Linked DNA regions of Gossypium hirsutum: region 1 is linked to region 2. The links are chromatin contacts, called in public Hi-C maps. All regions are on one chromosome and are shown on one strand. The core of a region is the stretch at or near the end of the contact, and the rest is flanking DNA. Distances in the headings are between cores, read along the strand shown. Region 1 has its middle 3.9 kb from the start of LOC107892209. Region 2 holds the start of LOC107892221 (glycerol-3-phosphate dehydrogenase [NAD(+)]).

Region 1 (7,883 bases), core at 2,780-5,279, 260 kb after region 2:
TGATTAGTATCAATTTCATCCAGTACATTTTTTGGTTCGATTTTCTATTCGTTTATTAGGATTAGTTGTTTTGATTATATGTTTGTCTTTTTCGTATTATTTTGCATATTAAATTTCGTTTTTATTTGTATTACTTTGTTTTTCATTTTTATTCTCATTCGTGTTGTCTTATTATTTATTTATTTATTATGTGTTTCATATTTCATTGAGATTCGTTGTTCGTTTAGGTTCATTAGTCGTGTTTTTATTGGACTACGTTATTATGTTTATTATGATTGTTGTGTTTTGTCCATCTTATTTCCTATTGATTTAGGGGATTACCCTTTATTTCAGGTACGTCATGACGAACACGAGAGGAAAATCTAAGGTCACAGTCCCCGTTTTGAAAAAGTGGAAGACGCCAAACGTGACCTCTTCTTCGGGCCCTTCTGCCAAGGCACGCCATCCGTGTCTACGATTTTCACAGGGTCCTTAAGAGGACCTCTATTAGCATCTCCGACAGTGGCCACTAGGATTAGGTCATTGTATTGATTGGGCAGCCTTGGAGCATATTCTCTAGTTGATCGAGTCCACGCACTGATTGCTACAGCTCATTGAGGTTGTTTCTTTTCCATCGTCAAGCCCACCAATTCGGAGCTGACCTTATATTTTTTTCAACATTTGTTCTTCAGCACATGATGTCAAGCCATGATGAGATGGGCACTATTACTTTCCGACTTGGCGATACGATGCACTATCTGAGCGTCCCGGAATTCAGAGCTACTTTAAGACTCTATACTGAGGGGTTCATAAATGCCGAGGGGTTTCTCACTTTATACCGGCACATCCATTATTCGTCGTCTCTATGCTGGACACAACTTATGGCTAGTACAACGTCTTATGACTCGAGTTAGTTGAAGGTGACTTCCCTTCTCCGACTTTGTGCTATATTCATGCCATATTGGTCCACACATTGACCAATCGAAGAGAGAGTACCGGGTTTGTCGGTACATTCGACGCATATTTATTTTGGAACATGGTGATGGGACACACCTTGATCTTGCCAACTTCATCACCCTAGCTTGTCGCCATCAGACAGAACGCAATAAGAAGGGTCCTATCTACTTAGGCCCTTACGTGACTCACCTCGCATGACATTCTGGCCTCCTCGACACTCTGAAACAGTCCTCCTCCTTCATACTAGTTGGATAGATGTCCTCGTAGGGGTTATCGAGTATAAGTCAGATGAGGATGATCGAGCGACTGCGTGGACTAGATCCTCCTCGATACCGATTATCTTATTCCGACCCTCAAAATGAGCATGCGGACTTTATTGATGATATCTCTTTCCATCATGAGGATCCACCTCATCATTCACCTTAGAGTCACCCTACTACTACTCCTGTTGTCGCCCTAGTGGACCTCTCCAAGCGGTTCACTCGTTTCGAGCAACACTGTTTTAAGCGGTTCAACAGTATTGATGTGACCTTGTAGTAGATCTTTCAGTATTTCCACATTTCTTCTACAACGCCGGCGCCTCACGATCCCGATGACTCTCATGATGAAGATCATTAATCTTATTTATTTTCTTTTCATTTTCATTTTCTTTTTGTTTTTAGTTGTTTTTTTTATTTCTTTGACTTCTTTAGTTTATTTTTCTCTCGAACTCTATTTTTATTTTTATGGTTGTTTCTAGTTGAGTTTGTAACCTCTTAATCTTCTTCCTTATTTGCGTTTATTTTCTTATTAGTTTGCTCGAAACCATGCACTACATTTAGATTTGCCTACAATTTCGGTTTTCACTATTTTGGCGATTTCATCTATATTTAGGGCAGTTTCAGCTTTCTCCCTTTCTTATGATATTCTGCTTATTCTATGCTTATATTTGTTTGTACATTGAGGACAATATATGTCTTAAGTGTGGGGAGGTTATTTATATTACTATTATAAAATCCCTGAATTATTTCTTATGTTTAAGTAATTTTCTCATACTTCCATTAGAGTGAATTGTTTTCAATTTGGGATTTTTAATGATGCTGTTTTGGAATAATTTGTAGATATTTGTGCATTGGTTGATTTAAAATTTAAGACATAGAGAGTCAATCATGATGAGTATTTTTCAGAAATTAAAAATTTTAGGTTTTTCCCTGAATTGTGGTATTATCTTGAAGTTTTAAATTTGCAAGTGTGACATCAAAACCATGATTTTTTGTGAGATTTTGAGCCTATAAAGCATACATTTTTCATGCTCATTTTATTATTGGTTATGAGTGTGTCAACTTGATTTGTTATTCTAGAACGTGCTTCGATTATGCTTGTCGAGACCACACCTTTGATTTGATATACTGAGATGATAAAGACACTTAGGTTTTAACCCACTTAACCTATAAAAAACCTGCCTATTGAATTAACCCTTAGTGAACCCTGTTGAGCCTAACACACATTTTCTTGATTAACCCGTGAATGTTAACTCATAACCCATTTTTTTTCGTTGTGAATCTTTCCAGTTTTATTGACCCCTTTTTTGTTGAGATTTGATTTGGCTAGTTGCCTAACTATGCTATTTGTTTGAATTGCTGAATTAATTCTTATTGTTCTACTTCAAAAAATCGAAAAAAAATATTGATTAATTCTTTGTTAATTGAGCTTGAATAGTTAATTTCATATTTTATTGAGAATCTCCTTTTTATTCTTGAATAGTATTGATTGATGCACTTTCTTTTAATTCAACATTTATTTATTTTTTTAGTTTGGTAATTTATCAACTCGATCTCGATTATAACCACTTTTTCTAGTTGTTTTTTTCACACCCTTAACCTAAGCCCCATTATAACCTCTTAAAGACTTTTTGATTAATGTGTCATATCATTTTATAGTGGTGGAAATTTAATTTTCAAGCAAGCCTATGGAAATTTAATTTTGAGTGAATATTTATTGAACCTTAAACACTTTGAGTGCTTTAAGTGCTTTGAGTGAATCTTTAGTGAGGATGTCAATTCTTGTTGATTGTGAATTAAAAGTAATTACTTAAATAAGGGGAGACACCTATGTTTTCATATTTTAAATAAATTAACTTTATTAAATATATATAATTTATGTTTTTTATGAGTTAAAATTAAATTAATTTTATAATAAAACTATTAAATTAATCATAGATACTTAGAAGTTTATTATTTAAAGGATAAATATTTGGTACACTGACAATATATTTTTATAAGACACATGTCAATCCCTAACCCTACTTATGTATCAATTTACCAAATAATATTCCTTATTTAATTTTTTTTTTGAAATTTCTAAATCGCACTTATCAAAGAAAGTTTAGAGTTAACAAAAAAGGAGGCATGTATACATTAAAAAAAATGCATGTAACTTTTTTAGTTTAAAGCTTTCTAAGATTTTGAACAAATCTTATGTAATTAAATTTTAAATATAATTACTTAATATTTTTATATTAAAATTATCAAAATTAACAATGTGTTTTTAAAATTTTAAATATTACTCACTTAATTATTTCTTTATTTTTACTGGTAACAAATTTTTTTTTCTTTTTCTTTTGTTAACATAATTATTTCTTTATTTGAAAACTCTAAATTGCTTTTATTTATTTAGATTAGAATAAATGTTATAACAGTAAAAATCAAAATATTTCATCAACGAAAAAGTTAAAAAAACTGTTAACCAGTAAAATTTAGACAGTAATAACAATCATTTTTAAAATATAGATAACCTATTAATTTTTTGATATTTTATAGGGACAAATATAGTGCATAACCGATTGAATAAAGTCCTATGTAGTGGGAATATTATAAACAAAAAATTTAATTGAATTAACGTTTTTCAAAACATCTAAATTATCATAAAAATTTTAGTCCTTAGAGTTGATTTCATAAAAGAAAGTAAATTTGGCGATGACTTCTTGGTTTGGGTAATCTTAAATTTGTTTCTTTAATTTTAGTTTTCAATGAAAAGATTGCATTAATCCGAGGGGTGAAACTGAACTCGTTGATGCAAAGCTTGTTTTTGATTCTTTGGTCTTAACTGGGCCAATCATGGCACACATATATAGGCCACTTCATCCCAATGAATCGGGCCTAATTTAAATAATTGGACCCTCCCTACTCTCATCGTAATGTAAGAAGTACACATAATATATACACCTACGTGTATGTATAGATATACAAACATATCATCAATGCATATTTTTATTTAGGGTAAACTAGTCACCCAATTATTATTAAGATTTGTTTAGTCACCAAATCATGAAAAATTACAAAATAATTATTCAATTATTTGATTTATTAACTACGTTGATTGGGTGACAGAAAGATAATATATGACATGATAATAAATTTAATTCTCAGCGTTTGCATATTGTAAATGTATCCAGTTAACGACAATAAACGAAACTTGCTAACTTTCTCAAATTGGCTTCTAGATTTTTTTATCACATTGATCCTTATGGTCAACACCGTTAGTTTTTAAATATTTGGGTGATGTGGCGAAATTAGGATGTGACACACGGACAAACAAGAAAACAACAAGTGTCTTCCTCTATAATTATTCTAAAAATTGTAAAAAAAAAACTTCAAAAATTTTAAAAAAAATTGTTTTAGAAAATATAAGAAATATATATTATAAAAATTCAAAAAATTAATATATAATTCAAAACATAAAACAAAACAATTAGTTAAAAATTCAAAAAATATTTTAAAAAATTCAATAAAAAGAGAACATATTGTTAAAATTTTATAAAATTTAAAAATTAAATTACAAAAATATTGATCAGTCAATTTTTTGAATCGTTAAATATTTTTTCATTTTTCTGTAATTTTCTAAAATTTTAAGTATATTTTAATATTATTTTTGTAAATTTGAACTGTTTTTTCAATTATATATATTCAATTTTCTTAACTTTTATAACTTGCATATATTACTTATATTTTAAAACTTATTTACATTTATTGAATATATATATTAGAATAATTAAATAGGAAGAAACATGTTGCTCCCCTGTTTGTTCATGTGTCATCATTGTGTTTAGTCATGTCACTCAACTGTTATAAAATTAATGGTGTTAATCATAAATGCTATCTTTAGAGGTTAATGTGATTCAAGAAGAATTAAGGACTAATTTGAAAAAAATTTACGAAGATCATGAGCCAATTTATATATTAAACTAGTTATTTTTTCATATATACTACCTTTTAGAGTGCAAAAGTAAATGATAAGGGAAAGATTTGGTTACTACATGGTTAAAATTCATGCGTTTACATGTGCGGAATAGAGGGTCGATCAAAAGCCTTGCTATTAAGTCTACTCTAGATGTGAATTAAAGTACTTTAGTTGTCCAATAGACCTGACAGTTCGACTTAATCCCAATAACTATTTTTTAATTAAAAAATTCTTCATATTTATATTAATTCTAAAATACATATTAATAAAATATTTTTAAAATTTTAATATCAAATGAATGATGAATTTGGATAAATGAATTAAGACAAATTTAAAAAGAAACCATTTTGACAAGAAAAATATTGAACTATGACTTAACTCAGGGCCAAGTCGATTGTAATATAATAATAAAAAAACTCTTCTAATATCTAAGTTTTACCCTTGAAAAATGTCTAACTTCTAAAATTGAAAAGTAGCTATGGAAAAAAGAAGCCAATATTATCATTAAAATTATTGGGAGTTAAGTCAATAGCTAACTATTGCTTAGCTTAGTGTATGTTGTCTTAGAATCCCTAAGATTTTATGTTTGTTTGAGAGAGATGAACCACTCTATGGCCTTAATGTACAAGACAAAAGAAGAAGGTCCTTTTTTTCTTACCAAAATGAAGAAAAGTCAAGTTTTGTAAATGATAGGAACACTTCAAAATCTTATCCCGTAAATAATTTAGTAATAAGTAAACAAATAAAAAACCCATGAAAAGGTTTTTATATAAAATAGTACTACTACTCCTATCTTGTGGGGCTTATGAAATTTGAAAACTCCTAATGAAATGTCCCACATAGATATGGCCATAGCTGTGCCATTCAGTCATATGGTTTTGGTTGTTTCCTCCCATACCTATAGTCATTTTTTCTTCCCTTTTTTAAATCAAAACCATACTTTTTTTTTTATAACGGAATACCAAAGAGAAAATAAAAAGGAAAGCACTTAGATCAAGTCATTAAGTTTACCGGATACACTCAAATCTAGTTTCTCTCGTTCTCACATAAAACATAAGAACAATCATCATCTAAGATATCATGGATAGAAAAGAGATAAGTAACAAATTTAAAGTAGTTCGACTATGATAAAATCGCCCACGCTAAAAAGAGAATTACTTTATATAAATCCAACAAAAAAAATAATTGAAAGCTAAAACTAATGTACAGACACACTTGTCAACAATCTAAATCCGATATATCAAAATAAGTATTTGAAAAAGCATACCATAATTGTCTACAATCAATTACCAAACCAATATCATCCACATGCAACAACTTAAGCTAAGAAAGAGTCTCACCAACCTATAATATGCATATATATTTTAAATCTTTATGTTTCCTTCAAAACCCAAATTTTATGCCTATATATTTTAAATCTTTATGTTTACTTCCATTTACATGTGAAAAAAAGAAGAGACTAAGGCCTGCCCTGGCAGCTTCTGATTTGCTCCATAGATATATTCTTCAATAAAGAAAACGAAAACATATAATATTATATTATGTTGGAGACATAAAAGTTAACCCATCAAGAAATTACTTCTCTCCGTGACCTAAAATTTCCAACTCTTTCTCATAGGTGTCATTAGAGTGCTTCGAATAAGTTAAAATATTTTCGAATTATTTAAATTTAATTTAATAAGTAATACCAATTCAAGTATTTTATTAATAATTTTGTACTTAAATATTTGTCATGTCCTGGGTTTAAATTTTGTTTTTAATTTGATATTTTTTTTAATCCTCAAAGAACAATGGACAAGGCAATGCAAAGAACACGTAAAATGTATAGAGAAGAAAACAATATGGTAATGCTTGGCAACGGAAATTTCATTTATTTCTGTTTTTCGAATTTTCTAAAGGGAAAAGACAAATTATTATAGCTGTCAAGAGTGGTATTTTATTTGCAACAGCGAAGCAATTTGTAGTTACTAGATATTATCATATTAAAAACAAATAGTGTTGCGTATACTTTATAAAAACATGTATATATATTTTTCTGTTAAAATTTGGAAAAAAAAGAGTTAATTTCATTAAATGTCCTCCAAGTATGATTCGAATTTTAAATTGGTCCCTATTGAAAAATATGGGAAGACTAAAGAAGTGTCTAAAGGAGTTATTGGAAATTTATTGAACCAAATTGCCTACTCCTTGAACCCTTGCGGCAAAATGACTTGTTTTCATATTTGTGTTATTGGAAATTTATTGAACTAAATATTTGGGATGTGTTGACACTACACCAAAACAGGTTTTTAGCGGCATTTTTAGTGGCGTTTGGACAAAAACGCCACTAAAAATCAAGCATTAGCGGCGCTTTTTAGAAAACGCCGCTAAAAATAAGCATTAGCGGCGTTTTTCAAAAAGCGCCGCAAAAAACCTAAGCCCAACGACGCCTTTTTTTAGTTTTGAGGGGCATTTAACGGCATTTTTGAAAAATCGCCGCTAATGCTTGGGCCTTTAGCGACATTTTTAAAAAAGTGCCGCCAATGCTCGGGCCTTTAGCGGCGTTTTTTGAAAAGCGCCGCTAATACTCGTGCCTTTAGCAGCATTTTTTGAAAAGCGCCGCTAATAATAATAAAATCTAAAATTTCTCAAAATGACGCCGTTTTAATAGAAGAAGTTAAATTTATTAGTGGCGTTTTCGAAAAAAATGCCACAAAATAGACATTACTTGTGTTTTTTTATAAAAACGC
Region 2 (7,540 bases), core at 2,033-4,532:
TTCAAATTCAACACTCAACATGTTGTTGCCATTGGCAAGACATTTTTGCAGTCTTTGTTCGAGCCTTCTCTTTTATACTTGCTGACTGATGAGTAAATGAAGAAAGCAACTTCTACGAACTGAAATGTAAGATCTTTTAGTACAAGTCATTGGTAACAGGCGGGGTCCTCTAAGAGGGATAACCTTGGTTTCTTCTCGCTGTATTCGACAATGGCTGATGGTGGAAGTCGACCAACACAGATTTCATGCACTGTTGCAAATAGAGGAAACAACTCTAGCCATCCGCGATGGCTTAAAACTTCATAGACCTCTCTTGCCGTGGATACACCCTAAGTATAATAAACCAATACAAGAGGTTAATTCGGAACCGAGAAAATAGGCATTCAAAAACATCTTTGAAGCTGTTTGAGATTTACTCGAATTTGGCTATTATTTTCAAGACCATACTTTTCATGTTTTAAGATCTACCTGTAATTTCTGGCCCTGCAACATCTCAGCTTCTAGGTCATCAAAAGATCTGTATATAAGAAACAGTATGGTTAGAATTTGCATTTTATAATGGCAAAAACTTGTTCACCAAATCGTTAAAGCTAACCTTTTTCCTCCATTCCTAGCAAATGCCTCTGCAACTTTTCGGTTTCTTCCCCCCACTGCGACGAATGTAATAGTTTTAGAACCAAAGTAGATTAGTTTTCTCAAATAGAAGGTCTGGATATGTATGTGCTCTTACAGCATGTTGTGATGACATCAGCAACTCCGCAGCTTTCAAAGAAGGTACTATCCCTAACAGATGAAAATAACAGTTTGGAGAAAGCTCTCATCTCTCTTAGACCAATTCGCATTATCGCAGCCTAATAATTTACATAGTAACAGTGAGAAATGACGGCCAAGAATATGAAAGACTTATTTTTAAAAAAGAAAAATCATATGTAAGAACCTTTGTGTTATTTCCCATCTCAAGTCCATCCACAAAACCTGTAAGATTAAGAATTAGGATTGCTTTTAATTCATAAGTTTGTGTAGAAGGATGAAAACATGTTACTGTATTACATACCAGCTGCAATGGCCACAACATTCTTCAAAGTTCCACATAGTTCAACCCCTTCCACATCCTGGACCTGTTTGTTCGTGAAAACAGAAGGCCAAAATATTTCTTAAAATGCATTACATTCGTACTTTATGCTCTGTACCAATTCAACAATTCATGATTCTGATATTAATTAGAGCTCGAATGAAAAAAGTGTAGCAATATTACTCACAGGAGTGACCATGAAATAAGGGGTACTGAATAATTTAACCCATTGCTCCGCAATCTCTCGATTGTCTCGATATCCAACCGTTGCTTCACTGAATTTCTCCACAGCGATCTATAGGCTCAACTAGTTACTTGTGAGAAACCAATGGCAAAATGACACTGTAATTTGTATGTGAACTTCTCAAGTATATCAACTGATTACCTCATTTGCGATATTTGCCCCCATTAGAACAGAACAATTGATGCCGAGCTGCTCGGATATAAGATTGGAGATCATACAAGGGCCTTCCATTTTGACCTCCATCCCTTTAATAAGAGAAATAGCCTCAACATCTCCCCTTACTTTACCAACAAGCCTCTTGCATATGCCCTCCATAAATTGATGAGGGGTCACAAAGACCAACATGTTTGCATCTTTTACTGCAGAATTTCGATTTCAACCGTAAACATAGTGAACATCTATCCCTAACTACCCTAGCTACAAGCATTCAAGAATATAAATGAAGCAAAAAGGGTACAAGAAATGTAAAGAAAAAAGGGGAAATTGATTACCTGCATTGTCGAGGTCTGGATCCGCAATGACATTTTTGCCGAGCTTAATACCAGGAAGGTATTTAACATTTTCCTAGTGAAACAAAAGCAAGCCCACTTACAGGTTGAGAAAATCTACAAGAAAATAAACAAATGGACAGAAAATGAATGTTTTCAAGTGCTCACATTAGTTTTGTTAATGACATCTGTAAGCTTTTCATCCGTTTGCAATGTCTCCTCAAATACCCACATCCTCACTTCATCTGGATTTTTCATTAGAACAAATTGCAATTCAATTCCAAATCTAAAACCATAAAAACTTCCACTTAGTATTATCAAATCTCAATACTTCTAAACATAGTTAAGTAATCTTTTTCATCATTCCACCATATGAATCTCACAAGCTAACATCTTTGGGGAGCTTTTCCCCGGTTTCTAAATCGTTGAAAGAAACGGAAAATCATGCAAGAAACAAAAAGATGAGTGAAGGGTAGACAAATACCATGAAAAGAGTTGAGCTTGAGAGTGTTAGAAGCAATGAGCTTAGCAGCAACACTACCCCAATTACCACTACCAACAACAGTGACCTTTGATTTAGAGACAACTTGACCATCATTCCCAAAATTGTTTACAGTGTCAGCGTGATGGGGTGTTGCAGTTTGGGGTTCAGCTTCTTGGTGTGGGGGAGAGAGAGGTTCAAAAGCAGGAGCCATTGAAATGAAAGGGGAGAAATGGGAGGAAGAAAAGATGAGTGGCAATGAAGAAATGAAAGTGAAGTCAGAAAAGAGGGAGAAAGATGAAGAAGAATATAAGGGGAAATGAAAGCGCATGAGGGCGGAGATGACAGACACGTTGTCGTCACAAACAATGAAACAAAGTTATCTTTTATGCTTTCATTTGTTGAAGTTGGCGATCTACTCTATGTTGCTTTTGCTTTCTTCCTTCGGGTTTTCTTTCCAAGTCAAAACTACTGCAAGTTTGGACCTCACTTTGCAAAGTAATTTTGTAATGACATGGTTGTTTTGGCAATTTATCAGTGAATAAAAATGAAAGTGAGACCAATGAAGGCTATGATCCAAAGAACAAAAACCGTCGTGGAACTTGTCTTGGGTCCATTTCAATAAAGAAATATCTTAGACCCATTTTCTAATGGGTCAATATATTTTAGCCCAAAACTGGTTGGGTCAATATATAGAGATAGATAGGGAGAGATACTTGATATTCATGGTAAAAGCAAAGGTCTGCAAGAAGATGATATGAGATAGAAAGAAGTTTAGTAAATTGCAATTGGCATTTGCAAATGTTTGAGACAGTGACTGACTTTAATTAATCACAATGTAATAAACATACCAAAAAGCTTGAAGCTATGAGTGCATGCGGGAGATTCTGTCTTGCATTCCCACTCTACTCAAATCACATTGCGGTCTAGCTCAGATATTCAGTTTCTCCATGATTTACGCCCAAAACTTGGCTTTTAGTTGCTCCTTTTTATATGAAAATTTTCTTCCTATAAACCATTGTTTGTTTCACACATCAAAACTAGATCGCATGATTATTACTATTATTAATTTTCTAAATTAAGGTTTTCCATTTTTGGTTATTACTATTATTAATTTTTTAAGGAATACTATTACTATTATTATTAAGTTTTTATTAGTAAAATTCTATATTTTAATTTTTTTCAACGACAAAGAATAAATTAATTGATGATTAATTGGGTTTGTTTGCATTGACATTTTGGTACTTCAAAAGCAATAACTTTTTCGGTGACAATTATCCAAACGCTCACAACATTTTATATAAATACTTTTTATCTTTTTCCATTATAATTAATGCTTTGGTTTGACTTTTTATCCATGAAAGCATTTAAGAGATATAAAATATATACTTTTTATACGTTATGTAGATAAAACAAGCAAAACTCTCTTATCAATAAAGACAATCACTTTCATGAAAAAGTACACTTTAGCCACTTATAGCAGATTACATAAAAGCAACCCTAAACTGCAGTTGCATGCTTTGATCTATCAATACAGAAAATTACTACAAATTAACTGTATAGGATTAATGATTAATCCAAGTTGTGTCCAATTTCAGGCAACATGCAGAGGTCGTCGTTTCATTACATTCTTAAAAGAAACAAAAAGACTAAATTATAATTAAACTGCTAATTATAAGTTTAAAACTAGCAGTGGGAACCCCTTCTACATTTGAGTGCGCCAGCAGTCATTGTCATTGTACCCACAAGAGAAGATGGTCTAGCACTAAGGCTCGAAGCCCTAGAAAAGGTTGAAGATGCACCAGAAGCACCGGTTTGCCTGAAAAAGGCTCCATTCAACATCAAGTCTCCTTCGGATCTCCAGTTCCAGCGTTTCCATTCACTCTCTGGTGCATTCTCATGCTTGGTCACCTACAAAAATCATTACATATGGTAGTGTGAAAATGGTGATATATATGAGTTAACTCGTGCTAATGAGGACTTTGAAAATTAATTACCTCTTTCTTTGATCTATCATTGGGTGCTAGAAACCTGTTTCCTTGGCTGTTGATAGTAGGGTTTGCACTGCCACCAATGGCGTACATTTCCCAATGGGTGTAATCGTTGTTCACCACATGGAAATATCCAAGTCTACACCTTGGCATTCTTTGAATTAGACCTTCCCCGAAATGGTTAAAGGCAACAGTGACTTGCATGTTTTTATCTTGCATATAGGAATCACTGTGGCCCAAAAGCATGACTTTATCATGATGGGTCATGTAGTTGTTTGATATAGTCACGGCGGTGGATCCATGGATGACATCGATGAGTCCATCATGACAATTCGACAATGAACAATGGTCAACCCATATATTCTTGCTGCCAAAGATTGAGACACCATCACCGTCCGATGGAGTCCAATGCCCTGCATGATGGGGAGAGTCTCTTATAATTGTACTACCCCCGGGTTTACAATCATGTATGTGGATGCCATGGATTATGATGTTCGACACATAATGGATGGTGATGCATGGTCCACCCGATATGTGAACGCTCGCACCTCGACCGTCTATTGTCTTGAAAGAGTTCATCAACAATTCTTGTTTCAACGTAATCACCATATCTCTCTTGAAAATAATCCACAATGGCTCGTCTTGAATCACAGCATGCCTTAAAGTACCCGGCCTAGGGTTCACCGGGTCGTCATCGCCGGCATCCGTAATAACATAGATTCGACCATTTTTGCCTCCCATGGCATGCTTCCCGAACCCAATCGCGCAATCGGCTAACCTTTGCCGGTTCTTCTCCCAGTTCGGATCACACCTCCAACAATCATCAATGGGATTTCCTGTTCCACATGACAAGTAACCCAAGTTCCTCCTCGAAGCATTGATACTCCTGCAAATGAAAACATACCAATGCATATATGTACACATTAATCTTATACAATATAAACATTGTAAGAGTATATAAATGAATTACTTGTGAACTTCATCAACAACAAATTCAGGATCTTGAACTGGCGAGGAAGAAGCTAGATTTGGAACAAGGAGGGAAATGAAGAGAATGTGAAAGATATATGAAAATGTTGACGATCCCATTTTTGGAATAGTGATAAAGTGGGAGCCAATGGAGGTAGTGGGGTGGCTAGGCATCGTACAATGTGGGGGACTTATATAAAGGGTAAAAGCCGAGAGGTAAGGCGTGATTAAGCTAAGCAGGTGGGTCCAAATAGCAATTTAAGGGTTTAAATTTGTTCAAGTCTTGGGGAGTCTCGTATGGGTAGTTTAAATCGTTAATCAGGCGTCAACAATTTCAGACACATATTAATCAAAGTCAATTTTATTGAATTTATTGAGTCTACTTTGAGTTTGCAATTCATCACACTAGGCATAAAAAGTGTCCCTTTAATGGCCAGCCCTTCTTGCCATTAGGGTATATAATGGAATCCAATAACTGAATCATGTTGAGTTGGTTAACCAAAACGATTTAAGAAATATTATTGTATTTCATTATTTTCTTTAAATGTTAGATTTAGTTGAGAAATTTATAATTTTGGTTGGATTTGAGTTTTGAATATCGTAAAAGTTTGACATTAGTCCTTGTGGATTTAGTTTATGAACTTTAATTTAGTCAATTTTAGTCTTTGTATTTTTTAAATTTTAAAATTTTAATCTTAACCTAACGGTAATAGTTAAATTCTACTATTAGTCTTGTACTATGTTTAAAGTTGTAGATCTAGTCCAATTCCTCCAATTTTTATACAGTTCAAATTTTAAAATTTTTATCTTGACTTAAATGACAACCATTAATTTTATTAATTAATTTTTTGTGAGTAATGTGCGCAAATAGTAAAATTACATAGCATTACATATGGAATAGTATGCTTGTTACATCAAATTTTAGAAATAACATCATATAACTTAATAAAATTAATAGCTATCATTTAGTTATAACTAAAATTTCAAAATTAAAAAGAGTACAAAGACTGAAAATGACCGAATTAGAGATGTAGGGGTTAAATCCACAACTAATGCATGGTACATGGACTAATAGCATAATCTAACCTTTAAATAATGAGTATACTTATTTGAATTTGAAGAATATTATAATGGACTTCGACTTTTTATTATATTTTAAAATATATGAATTTGATTATTAATATTAAAACCCATTAAACTTAACATATTTTAATTCACTCTCTCGAATGATTCGAATTATTTTCTTAATTCGATTTTAATCAATATTTTGTCGAGGAAAGAACTAGTTAAAGAAACCATCAAACTTTCCAATTATATCCATAATTTGCTCAACAAAATTAATGGAACATGATTGGATCATGTTTTGCCCAACACTATTTCTTGCAAAACTTGAAATTTTTGGACGGGTTTTTTTTGACTTACTAACATGTCATAGAAAGCCAACTAATGAAGATATGTACATACATTGTACCCTTTTTCTCATTGTTCCTTAATATCAGCTAAGGATCTTATCAACATGTACGCTAGTAAGGATGAAAATTTTGACTTTAAGATTTAATATTGAGTTTTATTTATTTGAATCGTGATGATCATTGTATGGAATATTAATGGATGAAAAAGTAATAAAATAGATTTTGACCCAATATTTTAACATCTTTTGATGACTTCCCCAAAATTAAGATAGTCATACAATATTTTTAAGATAATTAATAATATTTCCTAATTTAACAATTAAAATAAACAATTAAAACTTATTTCTTACCCTAAGAAAATGACATTGAAATTGGGAAGTGGCAATTGGAGCTATAATGGCCTACATGTATGTTTATTTTATACAAAAATAGGAGGCTGAAATTTGGACCTCTAGTCCTTTACTTTATTTATTTATTTATTTTATTAATTAGAGTTATAATAATAACTACAAGTAACTAACATTCCTTTATTGTTTTGGCCTATGATTCTATATATGGTTCTTGCAGACCTAATATATTCAAAACGATATCATAGGTTTAACCACACTTAATACGGTATATTTATCGAAATTAATTTATCAGAATAATATTTGATGTATCATTAGTGTATAAGCCTTATACATTATCAATGAATAATAATATAACATATTATTATTAAATTAAAAACTATATATATGAAGAACTTCTAAAAAATACTAATAATTTTATTGAAACATAATTAAACATTAATTGTAACTATTATAAATAAATATTAATAACTCACGGATTTAGGGATCTTATTTTTAAGGGTTTGGAGTCTTGAGTTTAGAGTCAAGGGTTTTAA

The links. A called contact is a pair of places that touch in the nucleus more often than the background predicts.
Region 1: a Hi-C map of leaf shows a contact between it and region 2, with 2.6 times the contacts expected there. The contact joins the enhancer-like site here to the promoter of LOC107892221 in region 2. A contact is called at or near these places in 2 of 34 Hi-C or Micro-C datasets (both in leaf).

The regions. Positions count from the first base shown.
Region 1 is chrD09:10,815,467-10,823,349 of Gossypium_hirsutum_v2.1, forward strand. No RefSeq gene overlaps it. Among protein-coding and RNA genes, the nearest start is that of LOC107892209, 3.9 kb to the right of the region's middle. Within about 2 kb of position 4,030, at least 1 of the 9 cell types and tissues checked has an H3K27ac peak or open chromatin away from gene starts, as enhancers often do. A contact at or near this core is called in leaf, where this site is marked.
Region 2 is chrD09:10,558,171-10,565,710 of Gossypium_hirsutum_v2.1, forward strand. It overlaps LOC107892221 (glycerol-3-phosphate dehydrogenase [NAD(+)]), which reads right to left and starts at 3,283. Exons shown (of 12, transcript XM_016817235.2): 1 at 3,137-3,283; 2 at 2,289-3,027; 3 at 1,973-2,049; 4 at 1,808-1,880; 5 at 1,458-1,675; 6 at 1,260-1,367; 7 at 1,055-1,118; 8 at 938-975; 9 at 731-851; 10 at 596-650; 11 at 469-517; 12 at 1-329. The coding sequence starts at 2,616. The coding sequence ends at 147. LOC107892218 (pectate lyase) reads right to left here and starts at 5,406. Exons shown (of 3, transcript XM_016817234.2): 1 at 5,247-5,406; 2 at 4,283-5,162; 3 at 3,827-4,196. The coding sequence starts at 5,365. The coding sequence ends at 3,972.